Linked DNA regions of Mus musculus: all the other regions are linked to region 1. Evidence: chromatin contacts called from public HiChIP or PLAC-seq and promoter capture Hi-C data. All regions are on one chromosome and are shown on one strand. The core of a region is the stretch at or near the end of the contact, and the rest is flanking DNA. Distances in the headings are between cores, read along the strand shown. Region 1 has its middle 25 kb from the start of Gm24867. Region 2 has its middle 43 kb from the start of Rnu6. Region 3 overlaps Afdn (afadin, adherens junction formation factor).

Evidence for each region. HiChIP or PLAC-seq counts read pairs in DNA pulled down with a chosen protein or histone mark. Capture Hi-C pulls out chosen DNA fragments and counts their contacts.
Region 2: a FOXA1 HiChIP or PLAC-seq map of pancreatic cancer cells shows a contact between it and region 1. The contact joins two enhancer-like sites. A contact is called at or near these places in 1 of 15 datasets of contacts at CTCF or cohesin (the NIH/3T3 cell line), 2 of 484 Hi-C or Micro-C datasets (granulosa cells and nephron progenitors), 3 of 115 datasets of contacts at active chromatin or transcription factors (cardiomyocytes, embryonic basal ganglia and pancreatic cancer cells) and 1 of 9 other capture datasets (embryonic stem cells).
Region 3: a promoter capture Hi-C map of adipose tissue shows a contact between it and region 1. The contact joins two enhancer-like sites. A contact is called at or near these places in 1 of 115 datasets of contacts at active chromatin or transcription factors (pancreatic cancer cells) and 2 of 9 other capture datasets (adipose tissue and liver).

What each region holds. Positions count from the first base shown.
Region 1 is chr17:13,697,811-13,702,435 of GRCm38.p6, reverse strand. No RefSeq gene overlaps it. Among named protein-coding and RNA genes, the nearest start is that of Gm24867, 25 kb to the right of the region's middle. Within about 2 kb of position 1,970, at least 181 of the 459 cell types and tissues checked have an H3K27ac peak or open chromatin away from gene starts, as enhancers often do. A contact at or near this core is called in adipose tissue and pancreatic cancer cells, where this site is marked.
Region 2 is chr17:13,472,592-13,477,216 of GRCm38.p6, reverse strand. No RefSeq gene overlaps it. Among named protein-coding and RNA genes, the nearest start is that of Rnu6, 43 kb to the right of the region's middle. Within about 2 kb of position 2,321, at least 44 of the 459 cell types and tissues checked have an H3K27ac peak or open chromatin away from gene starts, as enhancers often do. A contact at or near this core is called in pancreatic cancer cells, where this site is marked.
Region 3 is chr17:13,877,563-13,882,187 of GRCm38.p6, reverse strand. Afdn (afadin, adherens junction formation factor) reads right to left here. Exons shown (of 33, transcript NM_010806.1): 23 at 838-903; 24 at 264-337. Among named protein-coding and RNA genes, the nearest start is that of Gm7168, 68 kb to the left of the region's middle. Within about 2 kb of position 2,722, at least 12 of the 459 cell types and tissues checked have an H3K27ac peak or open chromatin away from gene starts, as enhancers often do. A contact at or near this core is called in adipose tissue and pancreatic cancer cells, where this site is marked.

The sequences.
Region 1 (4,625 bases), core at 721-3,220:
CTGGACATGGGGCATAGGGAGTAGAGACAGCTAGAGTTCACTGCCTAGCCATCCAATCAACTTGGTAAAAGCCAGGTTCAGTGAGAGACTCTTATCTCAAAAACTAAGGAGTAGAGTGACTGAGGAAGACACTCCACTCTAACCTCGGGATTGCACACATGCGTGCATGCATGCATGCACTCGTACATGCACACGTAGACACATGCAAACACACACGGAAATGTACATATACCACCTCTACACACACAAACATAATTATACCTTGTGGGATGACAAGCAGCCGCTGAGTAAGAATGCAAACCGTAGTGTTGTTGCTCTGAGTTAATGGAGTCTGCTGTTCTGGCGAGCAAAAAAGGATAAGGTGTTCTGCTGACCAGAGGGGCTGGGAAAGTGATCTAGGGAGTCTCTGTCACTATTCAGGTCCACCAAGGTAGGCAGGCTTGCTGGTATGGTATGTCCTACAGAAGGTGGCAGTCTCCTTCATCTTTGCAATGAATCCATCTTGCCCCAGGTGAATATCTGTCCAAAGCAGTGTGGATATTGTGGTTACCACTCCCAGGCACTGCATTCCATTGTGTTCTCTTTACTGACATAAAGTGGGGTGTCAGGAGGACCCTGAGGTCCACATAACAGCTTTGGTATCAGTGCGGGCAGAACCCATAATTCCCTTTTCAATTCAAGTTACAAAGGACCTTTCCCGTTATGGATGGGGCCAGGGAAAGGGGGGCTTTTACACCCTTGCATCCCCAGACTCTGCTGGCAGCTCTTTGGTTTGAGTGGTGGCTTTGGGCCACCCACACCGCTGGATCCCTAGAGAAGTGTGAGGGCCTCTTCAGGTCACACATCTTTTCAGAGGAATGGTAGGAGAAGAATGTTTGCTCAATTTAAAACACAGATTCTCAGGGGCACAGATGGCTCAGCGGTTAAGAGCACTGACTGCTCTTCCAGAGGTCCTAAGTTTAATTCCCAGCAGCCACATGGTGGCTCACAACCATCTGTAATGGGATCTGACTCCCTCTTCTGGTATGTCTGAAGGCAGCAAAGGGTGTACTGATATACATAAATAAATGAGCCTTAAAACAAACAAAAACCATGGACTCTCCATCTGTGTGGCAGAAAGCCTTGGTGGCGAAGGTCCTTAGCACAGTTGCAGGCTCAGCTCTGACCTTCATCTGTGTCTGGTAGCAGCACAGGAGCAATCCAGCTTCCCCAGTGAGATCCCCAAGCCAGGGTTCAAGGAACCCACTTCACTTTGTCTCCTGTGTGCTTCGTGCATTGGACTTTCTCCAGGATGGGCTCTTTCAGCCAAGAAACACGGGCTTCCAGCTATCTTATGGGCTGACATGAAGAAGGAGCATACACACAGAACATCAGAGAGGAGACGAATAACCAGAAGACAGCTGAACGAACAGGAGAAAGCCTGCCTCACCTGCTGCAGGCAGCCTTTGCAAACCTTTGCTTGGTAGGCAGTTCCAGGGCTCTGTAGGGCTGAGAGCAGGGTCTCCACAGGAGGGGCTTACATATGTGAGGTCAGAGCAGGCAGGGGTCAGCCAGGAGGGCTCTGAGGAGTTATTCGCATACTTTATTGTCTCTTCAGACCCTGACAGCATGGCTGGGCTGGATGCCAGCAGAAGGTGTAAACTTCTGTCTCACTCTTTTGGAATCCTGGGGAATTTACAGAAACTCTCTGGGGTGCTCTTAACATGTGGAATGAGGACACCCTGCTCACTAACTTCACAGGTATATGTGCTAAACACAGGACCCTGGAGCAGTCTCTAGGTGCTCTACCTCTGCATGCTGATTGTGTCCTGAGGGGAGTTGGATGGCTCCAGACACCTCAAGGTTCTGTGTTGCTCAGGCCTCAGAAGCCTTGCAGTATTGGGCCCTACTGAGGCTGCCTCTAGGTCTGAGGTCCCAGGCACCAGGCCACACCCTCCCTGTTCACTCAGCTTTCATCCAAGTGGATTGGAGCTGCCGCTGCGAAGCATAGAAGAGGGCGGAGCCAGCCAGCTCCACATTCTGCAGGCTCACTGGGGAGTAGCTTTGAAAGTACTGTAATTTAACCCAGATCACAAGGGCATAGCAAGTTCAGGGCACCATCCTGGGCACTGAAAGGCCTGTTTTTGTTGTGGCTAATGGGTATGGTTGTGAGTAGGGACTTAAATAGCCTTTTCCCTCCAGGATAATGGCCAGACACTGTCAGGAAGTTGCACAATGTCAAATCTGAGTCCAGGACACAGTAGAGTTAAAAAAGATAGAGTGGAGTAGGTTGAATGTCAGCCTCTTTGGATGAATTTAGGCCTTTGTCTAAAATGAGCTGTTTGGCCAGAAAGCCCACACTTGTGCAAACACTGAGAGAGGCCGAGTCCACTGTGGAGCAGGGATAATGGAGGGCCAGCAACTTTAGGAGGGTTCTTGTATCGATTCCCAGTCATAGTCTTTGAAAAATGCCTTACTTCGGAGGAAGAGGATCAAACAGTGGGGCTGGATATGGGTCAAAGGTTTCAGGAAGGCTTCTGTGTCCACACACGACTTCCTTCCTCGCTCAGGGAATGCAACAGGAATCCCCGCCCAGGACTGTGTTGGCTCAACAGCCTGGGAATAGTTTCCAAGTTGGAGTTCCCCACACAGGTGGACAATGTGGGAGAAGCTCCTAGAACAGATGACTAGATAACAAGGGTGAGACAGAATGGTCAGACCAGAAGGAGGGACCGTGGAATTCAGCGGGTGGAGGGGCTGACCGACAAGGAGATGAGGAATAAGGTTGAGCTCATGAGTCTGGGTGTTGGAATGTAGAACCGGCAAGCTGTTGCTTTCGGGCACACTGTGCCACGGGGGGGGGGGGGGGAGGGGGTTGATAAGGAAAGATGAGTGTCCTTTCCTGCCTCTCTTCCACTTTGGGTTTGTCCCCTTGTTCCATGTGACAGAGAGTCAATAGTCTTGGACACAGCCTCAGGGGACAGCAGAGGGACAGTCTCTACAGTGGCCTTCCTGGGTATGGCCTGTCAGATCTATAGTAGGGAAGAGGAATGACAGGTCGCATGAAGGACAGCCCAGCCCAGACAGAGGGCTTCTGTACACAGAGGGAGGGTGGACACACAACTACACTCAGACACAAACATCCCTCAGTTTCCCAGTCTCTAAAAACCACATGAATTGCCAGGCAGTGGTGGCACACGCCTTTAATCCCAGCACTTGGGAGACAGAGGCAGGCAGATTTCTGAGTTTGAGGCCAGCCTGGTCTACAGAGTGAGTTCCAGGACAGCCAGGGCTACACAGAGAAACCCTGTCTCAAAAAACAAAAACAAAAACAGAACACATGAATTTAATATTTTATTGAATATCATTTGAGACAATATACTTCTGGTCCTGTGGCTGTCACAAAATAGGCCCCAGTAAATGGCAGCTATCCCCAAAAATGTTTTTAATTATACTTAGTAAATTACATTTGCTCATGCATGTGTGCCATGTGATGTGTGTGGAGGTCAAATGGCAGCCTGTGGGAGTCTATCCTCTGCTTCCACGAGGGACTGAGCTCAGGCTATCAGGCTTGGCAGTGTATGCCTAGAGCCAATGAGCCATCTCTCGGGCTGTGCTATCTTTAAAAATGACTTTATTCTTTTGGAGAATTTTTAGTCTCACAGAGAAGCTGAGAGGAGGATGTAGAGATTTCCCATGGACCTACTCCCCTCAGGCAAAGCCTTCCATTTTCCCCAATGTCTCAGTTGTAGTGGTGAGTTTTTGCTACACCGCTTTATGCTTCCGGTTGGTCGTGCTTCCCACCACTCAGGAGATCTTTGGATCCAAGAATGAAACACACACACACACACACACACACACACACACACACCCCTCAGCTTATTTTTAAAGTGCCTTTACTACCTCAAAGGCTAGGCTCTCCTAAACCACCCACCTGAATTCTCACCTGGTTGGTTGGCTTTCTCTCCTGCAGCTCCTGCGTCCCATCCTTCTCCCCCAAGTCCTGGGGAGTCTCGTTCTCCTCCTGCCTACTGTGTCCCAGCCCACACAGCTCTAAGGATTCCGCCCCTGCTCCCTTTGCCCAGGCATTGGCTGCTGGAATCTTTATTGATCCATCAAAAAACCAGTTGGGGACAAGGACCTTTAGCATTGGGATACACAGATTCCTGGTTGAACCAAAGCATTAGAACCAATCTCCAACACTCAATAGTACATTTGCTGCACAAATGAGTGTCTACGCACCCACCACCACCCAGAGTCCACATTTGGCTAGGGTTTACTCTTGGTGTCCCTTGAGAGTACAGTGACTTTTCTTTGTACATGCAAGTTCTCACTGCCCTGAAAGTCCCTGGCTTCTGCCTGTTCACCCCTCCCAAGTTAGCTTTCTACCAGTGTAACAACCTTCTTGAAATTATCAACCTCAGAAAGGAAAAAAAAGGGGTTACTCGGGCTCACACGGTTAGAGGTTTGAGTCCCCAGCTGATTGTGGATTGTGACCAGGAATTCATGAGAAGAAGCTGTGTCTGCAGAGACTGGTTGGTGGATTAAAGCTTTTAGAACTGTGGCAGAACTGGAATGTTGCAGGTCCAGAGGCCAATTACTGTATCTCAGGCTAGCTTTAGCCCTCTGGAACAGCCAGTTATTCC
Region 2 (4,625 bases), core at 1,072-3,571, 230 kb after region 1:
TGTGCTGTGTGATACTGGAGTCAATACTAGTGATTGACATTGAAATTACACACACACACACACACACACACACACACACTTGCTTCAGCCAGATTACAAGGTACGTAGAATTACATGACAAGATGCTACCATTGAAGCTATTAAACTCTAAACTCCCTGGGGCCTCCAGTCTCTTGAGGGTTAGGTGCATCATCTCTGAATGAACACAGACCCAGCAGTCCTCTACTGTATATGTGTTGGGGGCCTCATATCAGCTGGTGTATGCTGTCTGATTGGTGGTCCAGTGTATGAGAGATCTCGGGGGTCCAGATTAATTGAGACCCCTGGTCCTCCTACAGGATCGACCTTCTCCTCAGCTTCTTTTAGCCTTCCCTAATTCAACAACAGGGGTCAGATGCTTCTGTCCATTGGTTGGGTGCAAATATCTGCATCTGACTCTTTCAGCTGCTTGTTGGGTCTTTCGGAGGGCAGTCATGATAGCTCCCTTTTTGTGAGTGCTCCTTAGCCTTAGTAATCGTGTCAGGCCTTGGGACCTCCACTTGAGCTCCCACTTTGGGAGTTAAGAGGTCAGATGGGGTCGGTGGTGGGAGCACCCACGTGGAGACAGGGTGGGGTGAGGAGGAGGTGTGGGATGTGGAGCAGTCAGAGGGTGGATGGGGTAGCGGGGAATGGAATATGGAGTGTAAAAAATAAGCTAAAAATAAAATAAATTTTTAAAAAGAAAAATCTACATAGTAATAATAATAATAGCTATTATTATTACTTAGGGCACTAGGCAAACAACCCACTATAATATTTGTATTCTTACATATATGTATTATTATTTAGAGAATAAATGCATTTTTGTCTATTCATTAAAAAAAAGAAAAAAGAAACTGCTAAGCTCTGTGAATGTACTGTTGTCCAGTAAATCAGACACTGTGGAAAACATACCGGTGTGTTTATTGGCATTGCATGATCACGACAGGCAGCAAGAAGAGCTCCGTGTGGGCACGAAGGAGATGGGGAATACGAGACGATCAGTGCCAGGGTGTCTAGGCACACCAGAACTTGAGGGGGCACATAGATTCTCCCCTAATGCCTCCAGGTGTGCAGCCTTGCCAGCACCCAGATTTCTGCCCAGTGACAGAGTTATGGGCCTCTGGCTTGAGAGAAAGGGTCCTTCTGCCCTGTCTGCCCAGACCTCCAGGTGCTTCACGGTGTAGCCATCGGACCTAACACACTTGGGACTTGACTTTCACAGTCTAGCAACAGAAAGGAGTGTCATTTAGTTTCCAAGTAATTGGAGGTTATTCAGAGTTCCATTACAGATTGCAAATTTAGTTCCCATGTGTGCGTTTGGTGTCAAGATCTAATCCATGGCTTTGTGCATTCTAGGGAATTGCTCTACCACAGGGTGGGTATGCCTCCAGTTGGAGGAAGCACCCTGTGTGTGATCTTGGTTCTGGTCACTGTGTAGACTTGATTTAAAGTCCAAAGTATGGCCTGTTTTGATCCATGTTCCATGAGCATCTGGAAATCATTGCAGTCTGTACCATGGACTTAGCAGGCTGCTAATGTCCACTAGGTCAGGTTGGCTTGTGGAGTTTCCAGAGTCCTCTTTCCTGGCTTCTTTTCTCTCTGGCAGAGATGAGAAGGGAGCTTGATGAAGCTGTGGCTTTATCTCTTTTCTTTCTCGTTGGTGGTTTTTTGTTTTGTTTTGAATAGTTATTTATTTTATGTGAGTATTCTATCTGTATGTACTTCTGCATGCCAGAAGGAGGCACCAGATACTTTATAGATGATTGTGAGCCACCCTGTGGTTGCTGGGAATTGAACTTAGGACCTTGGGAAGAACAGCCAGTGCCCATAACCACTGAGCCATCTCTCCAGCCCTCTCACTGGAGTTTATTCATGAGCTTTGGAGCTGTTAGTGAGCACTTCTATCTATAAGTAGTAAGTGGCCATGCCCAGGCTTCCATTCATCTCTCATGCTTCTGAATTGAGCTTATTTGGATCTTTAAGTCTAGACTGGCAGCTCAATATTACATATTTATTTCTGGGACTCACAGACAGCTGCTAACACACAGCAATCAGACCGAGAGTGGACACTGCCTCATTCCCAGGACCGGGGACAGCAGGGATACCCTGGAGCTTGGTTAGTAGCTACTTGTGGTTCCTTCTTCCATGGGCAGTGCCCCAGTAGGCACGTGTGGGCGTGGCTCCAAAATACCCAGGATGTTCTGCATCATATCCATCCTATCAGACATCTGCGTGCGACGCAGGGTGACACAGAGCTCTGACTCAGGACCAGCAGCAGCCAGTCAACCTTCATGACTTTCCTCTCCTCTGGCTTGGTGGCAGTGGGAGGTCCTCTACTGAGACGGGGAGCCTAGGAGAGAACTGGGGGGGGGGGTGAATAGTTGGCAGGCACTGGGGGAAATGGGTGTGCCATCATGTTAGTCACTGCTAAGGAAACGTGCGTGTTCCCAGACTCACTGGACCAATACACCCTGTTTATAACCATCGTGGGAGACTAATTTGACTTGGAACTTTTTTTTTTAAGGGAAGAGTTAGGAAAAGACTGGAATTTGGAGCTGGACTCTCCATCTCTGAGTGTTTTACTTTTGGGTGGGCGATATGCTTTACTGAATAATCACTCTGTGTGTGGGTGGTCAGACAGTTTTCTTCTCCGCTCAAGTCCAACAATAGTTTGACTGAGTGTGAAATTCTCACATTCCTATTCTTTCCCTCGAAGTCTCTATAATCACTGCTTCTAAATTTAGTGTGGCAACTGGGACTTCCATGTGGGCTCGAATCTCCTACCTCTGCGAGCTTCTTCCCTTATCAGGGGACCCAACAGCTTCTTTTGTCTCCTGCCTAGGGAGAGGGAATGGTCCTGCTTGCATAAATGTGTGTCTCCCATAGATGTCCTCCATTCTCTGTGAAGACTGTCTTCCCTTGTCTTAGGGGATTTCTCTCTCAGTCAGAGTTGGCCTCTTCAATCTCCACATGGTTGTGCTTTCTAAGTATATGGCTGAAACTGCGCTTCAGAGAAGCCACCAGAGACTTGCTGGCATCAGATCATGAGCATGTACTGTGACTCTGGATTGGGGGGGGGGGGGCTGCCTGAGGCTGCAAGGGTGTGACCTTGTTCCCTGGGTCTGTAGTACTATCAGCGGTTACTGCAGTTGCTTTGTCCTAATATTGATGGAAATCAGTTCATTTTAATTTTTTTTGAGAGAAAGTTGCCAGGCTGCTGTGGAGTCCAAAACCCCCTGGTCTTAGCCCCAGGTAAAAGCTGTCAAGCCGGACTGGATACAAAGTTTGCAAGCCATGAGTGGAACTACAAGTGTCCCTAAGACCCAATGTCACGGCCACCCCTCACCTCCACCCTATTCAGTTGACCAAAGTCAATGAGGAAGGGCCAGAAAACAAACTCAAAATGGGGAGCAGTCACCCCCAGTCACTTGGCCAAAGTGGTAGCTTGAGCCCTGCAGCAGACTACTGACGTGCCAGTGAACAGTGGGTTTCCTGACCCTTCGTCTCTTAGTTATCTCTTTCTCCCCATTATTAGACATTGGGAGTTGATCCAGGAATATAAATATGACCTATAACTAGCTTCATTAATAGCAAATAGTGCAAAATCTAGTTTTCAGGTCCAGGCAGAGTTTGGGGAAATAGGCTCTGTCTTGGGTACTGCCAAACTCAAGTAGGTAGAGTGTTCTGAGCATGCCCATAGGAGGACAGGTGCCCTCTTACCTGCTGACACTGACCGTGGGTACAAAACACTTTATACCAAGCCAACCTAGGTAGGCCCTTGACACCAACGCTGAGCCATTCATTGAGGCAGCCGTGTGGGGGACTACCAGTTGAAGCTGATGAACTGAAGCAGAGTGTAAATGAGGTTCATGCTAGATTTATAAAGCTTCAGAATTAAATGTAACTGTGGCCTGCCATTCCTAACGTATCAAAATGGCCATGTTCTGATATATCCGGTTACATAAACTGTTTCTTTATAATTAATTTTATCTGTTGCTGTTTAATCTCTTGCCCTGCCTCTAAGGAGCAGGGAGAACAGTGTGCCTCAGGGATGGTCTCCTCTGGACACTGTCCAGCTGCTAGCGTGGCCACAGAGTTCTTGTTTGAGCAGCCAGTCTTTCTGTCCTGTTTATCTGCTTGGCCTTTTATTGTGTTTTGTCTTATTCTGTTTTCTCAATGATGCATTAAACAAAATCCTTTGTCTATTAAGTGCAAAGGAGGAATACTTTGGTGAGGAGAGAGTTAAAAAGCAGCCCTAACTGGTGTCCTCTAGACTTCCATAGCACCGTGTCTGTACCTCTGTCCACCAACACTGTAGCGCCTCCACAATGCTCATCAGAGAGGGCTTTCCAGCAAGTGAGACAGTCAGCCTCTGTCACTAGAAGCTATGCCCTGCTGACCAGCCAGGCAAGTAAGGAAGCTCTGTCTAAACACTGGAGCTTAGTAAGTAAATTAGGTGATGGCCGGGAGTCCCAAAGGACATGCCTGTTTCTCCTATGACCGCAGTGCAGCATCTTCTATCTCTCCATGCTTCTCAAGGAAACATACATTTGCAATGACATGTTGTAGCGCCATCTTGTGGTCATTCCAGTTACCAACATCCA
Region 3 (4,625 bases), core at 1,473-3,972, 180 kb before region 1:
ATATATTTAAAGATTTCACAAGTTTTAAGTATATGTGCACATATTTATAGAATTACTTAAAGAAATGCTCTATACTAAAACACATATGAGTGAACAGAAAATGAGATTTATGTGCTCTAAGAACTAGGATTATAGGTGAAGGTGTACTCACAGAGCATAAAGGACTTTATAGCACTACTTTTTGAATACAAATTTCAAAATTAAATGTAAAATATCACTTCAATACACTAAGACTAACTTTAACACTAACCAATTAGTCATACCTTTCCTGAGAAAGTCCAACCAGACTTCGTCCATCCACACTGAGGAGTTGGTCACCAGCAGCTAATCGTCCATCCTGAGCCACCAGAGAGATGAAAGTGTAGAGAGAAAAGAAAAAGAGGTAGTATCAGTGCACAGCAGCATTTTTCACACCAGTCAGTGCACAGCTGTGTACTTCACACCACAGTCAGTACACAGCAGTGTTTTTCACACCACAGCCAGTGCACACCAGCATTCTTCACACCACATGGTCAGCGCGCATCAGTCTTCCCACCACAGTCAATGAACAGCAGCATTCTTCACCATACAGCATCCACAGCTATAAGCATCTGCACAGTATTTCACAAAGCTGGAGCGCATAATGCCCTTCACAGTTTCCTTTAAAACAAATAGTCGCTGGGCGTGGTGGCGCACGCCTTTAATTCCAGCACTTGGGAGGCAGAGGCAGGCGGATCTCTGAGTTTGAGGCCAAGCTGGTCTACAAAGTGAGTTCCAGGACAGCCAAGGCTACATAGAGAAACCCTGTCTCGAAAAAAAACAAAAACAAAACAAACAAACAAAAAATCAAATACTCACCACATCTGCAGCACCTCCTTTGACAACCGACTTAACGTAGATTCCCAGTTTATCCTGGCCAGCACCCTATGCAAAAATAAGGCCAGAACAACACAATGAAATCACAAAGCAGGAAATGAACAAAATCCTGCCCACATACACATTGGTAACTTGACAGGTTAGGAATATTTCTATTTTATGGTTCCAAACTTATAAGAAAAATACTCCTGTAAAACTGGATAATTTGACAAAAATATGCCCATAGTCTTGGAATACTCAAAATGATTATTTATAAAGTCTAAAACAGCTACAATTCCAAATGAATGAGAAACTCTTCAAGTGACTGGCCCTTAACCCGAGCAGGCCAGTAAATCAGCTGTGGTACTATATAATCCATCCAGTATCTGCCTTCTCTAGCCTCACTCTTTAAACATATGGTTTACATTTCAAAACAAGAAAATAACTTCTTGTAGCAGCCAGTTAAGAGGGTTTTGTAAGAAAACATTACCCAGAAAATACTATATTGTAATTGATACTCTGTAACTTAAGATTCATACACAATTACATTAGCATTCTATGGAAAACTAATGAAATCTTTGAGAAACCTTAGGTATCATACATAGTTTCAAGATCATCAATACTCTACTTGGAGATCATAATATAACAACAAAACACATACAGTCATGTGCATGAAACCTTACTTGGATATTACTGGAAGTAGCACAACTGAGTATATATACTTTTGTACCAACAATAAAATTAAGTTCCCTTAATAACTTTGAGATATTATATCATATAATAATGTATTATTAAAAGAAATTTCAGTATATTAAGATAAGTTTTTCAAAGTAATAATCTGGAAGATGTGCAAACCATCCATATTTCCTCTATTAGCTAGCATTTTAGTTTACAGTTTTCACTGGTGAGACTGGCTCCCTTTTTTCTCCCTACAGTAGGGAGTAGGGACAGGAAGGCAGTCATCAGTTATGCAGTATGTTACTGTTTCACAGGAATAGAACCTGTGTTTTGTGTGTATGTTTATATATATAAAATTATGTGTCTTATAAAGTAGTATGTATATACATTTATAACAATAGAAATTATACTATATATATTATAATTATAAAACAGTATATGTTATCATACATATACAAATATATATAAAAATTTGAAAACAGCGTAACATTTTATTAGTATATGTTAACTGAGTAGTGACAGATGTGGCTGTGGCATTTGTCTGCATGTCATGCAGACTCTGAACAGCTAGAAACTAAGAAAGACTGAGTGCTTCTCCATGTAAAGCTCTTTTACCCTAAGATGAAGGATGAAGGTTGTCCAGTATGTTGCCAGTCTCCTCCTGTGTCTGTCTATACTCCCTCCCGTGTACCATACTGCAAGTCTCTTACCAGCCCTGGGCTCTCAACTGTAAGGCCACTTGGTACTGTCAACACTTAACAACAGCCACAAAACCACATCTTGAATAGCTGGCAGTGCCAAAGGAAATAAAAGAAAGGTAAATAAAGAAGGAAACTGGAAGTCTGGAGGCAATAGGGAGATGGGGGGAATCAAGCCAGATGGAAAGTTACTAAATTGCAATCCAATATAAAAATCTAACTGGAGGAGATAGTAGAAGAACACATGTGTTATGAAATGTGTTAAAGGGTTAAACAGGGGCAGGGTGAGGAAATGGGGGAGAGAAAGGTATGTGTTAATCAAAACTCGGGATTATGAAAGGTCTTATGGAAACCCACAGGTAAGAAAGCTAACTTCTACATGTAACAGTGATGATGACCATAAAGGGGTTTGAACAGAGGTTTTCTGCATGATGCATTAGGCCATCCCTAGACAACATGGGTAAATAAAAGTGCAGGGCAGGCATGGGAGAAATTTCCACAGCAGGAGGGTCCAGAAGTCTCCAGAATGACACAGGCTATTGGCATTGCTCTTAGTCATCACCATAACGACAAAAGTCAGATGCAACGACTACAACTACCAAACTTTGCTTACAGGATAAAAATTAATCTCAAACCAAAGGAAGAAATTTCTTCCCTGTTCATAGTGTCAGAGAGTACAATACAGGCTGCTTGCTGGGGGAGAAACCACGCCTATGGTCTTATTTAGTGCTGGACTCTGGCTTGCTAGAATACAGACTTGCCAAAAAAGATGTGCCAAATGCAGCAACAGTGACATGCCTGTGACTGAGGTAACTAAGTACTTTCTGACTATATCTGCAATCTGCTCCACAGGAGGAAATTTAGTGACTCGTCAGAAGCCCATTGCTGAGAGTTCATAGAGATCCTACTTGAGAACCTCCTGTTATTTTACTAGATGGCTGTGACCTCCGTTTCCCTTCCAAGCACGTGCTTATTATACCCAGAGACTTGTTATCCCGATCTTGGTCCAAGAAGTTTCTTCATGCAGTGGTCAGCAGTCGGTGAAAACACTCACAATTGGTCAAGTGCTGAGGGTAAGTGATGGAGGACTGCTCAGTCCCAAATGGTACATCTTTCTCAAACCTTGTAGAAAGGGCTGGAGGATGGGGAGAAGTGCTGCGAAATGCTGCTCCAGATGTGACACAGCCATCACATTGTGAAGTCTGGGCATGACATGGCCACCACATCTGTGGCGTCTGGATGTGACACTACCATCACATCCATGATGTATAGATGGACATGACCATCGCACCCATGATGTCTGAATGATACAAGGCCATCACATCCACACAGAGCAGCTGCAGTTACCTGAGCCAGATGAAGCCAGATACAATTCCAGCATGGATGGGAGAAAAGCTTATAAGCCCCTGCCCCTAATGAGGAGCTGCAGTTAACAGCAGCTAATAGAAAATCATTCTTCTTTAAGGGTATGGCCAATGGTAGGTTTCCCATTCTCCAGTGAATGGCTGCACACACTGTATGCATATATGAGTAGCACTAATAGGGCTTAATGTGATACACACACACACACACACACACACATGCACACACACACACACATGCACATATACACACACAAACATATACATGGGGTTGTATGGTGGTGCAGGCTTTTTATCCTAGCACCTAGGAAACAGATGCACGTGGACCTCTGTGAGTTCTAGGCTAATCTGATTTACATAGCAAGTCAGACCAGTGCTAGAGAGGGGGCATTCTGACAGGAATCTATTAGAAGTTGGAGGAGAGAAGTAAGGGAGGATGTGACTATATTTTACTGTATACATGTATAAATATTTAAATAAGTTAGAAAAATATACAAAGTACCTGAGTGGAACAAAAAAAAAAAAAAGCACACTCACTAACTTTTTGAACTTTGTCAAGTAACTTGGCAAAAGAGAAATAAATATGCCTTTACCTCATTTCATCTATGGCAATACCAGTTTCCTTGAGTCAAAACACTTGATATAGACGATTGGAAATGACCTTGAAATCACAGTTCCCCTCAGTAACCATGTGCTAGACTGGAAATTTATAATTCTGATCAATCAGGCTGGAATATATTTCATAACTTTATATTATTGATTGCATAGATTTATTTTTTATAGATCTATTTAATTCCACAACTCAGCTTTTAAATCATTCAATTCTTCAGTGAACTTCCATGATGCACCCATGATGTCCTAATGTCTTTGAATATGAGCTCTGGTGCCAAGTCCTCTCTTTTCTCCAGGAGAGCTGCATGACTGATTCCCTTCTGGCTGGGATACCAGGCTGCACTAACATTCATTCCCATCCCCCATTCCTCCTCTCCAAGTTCAATTCTGTCCACTTCCTGCTGACTGTCAGAAAAGCAATAGTTACTAAATGCCAGAGCAG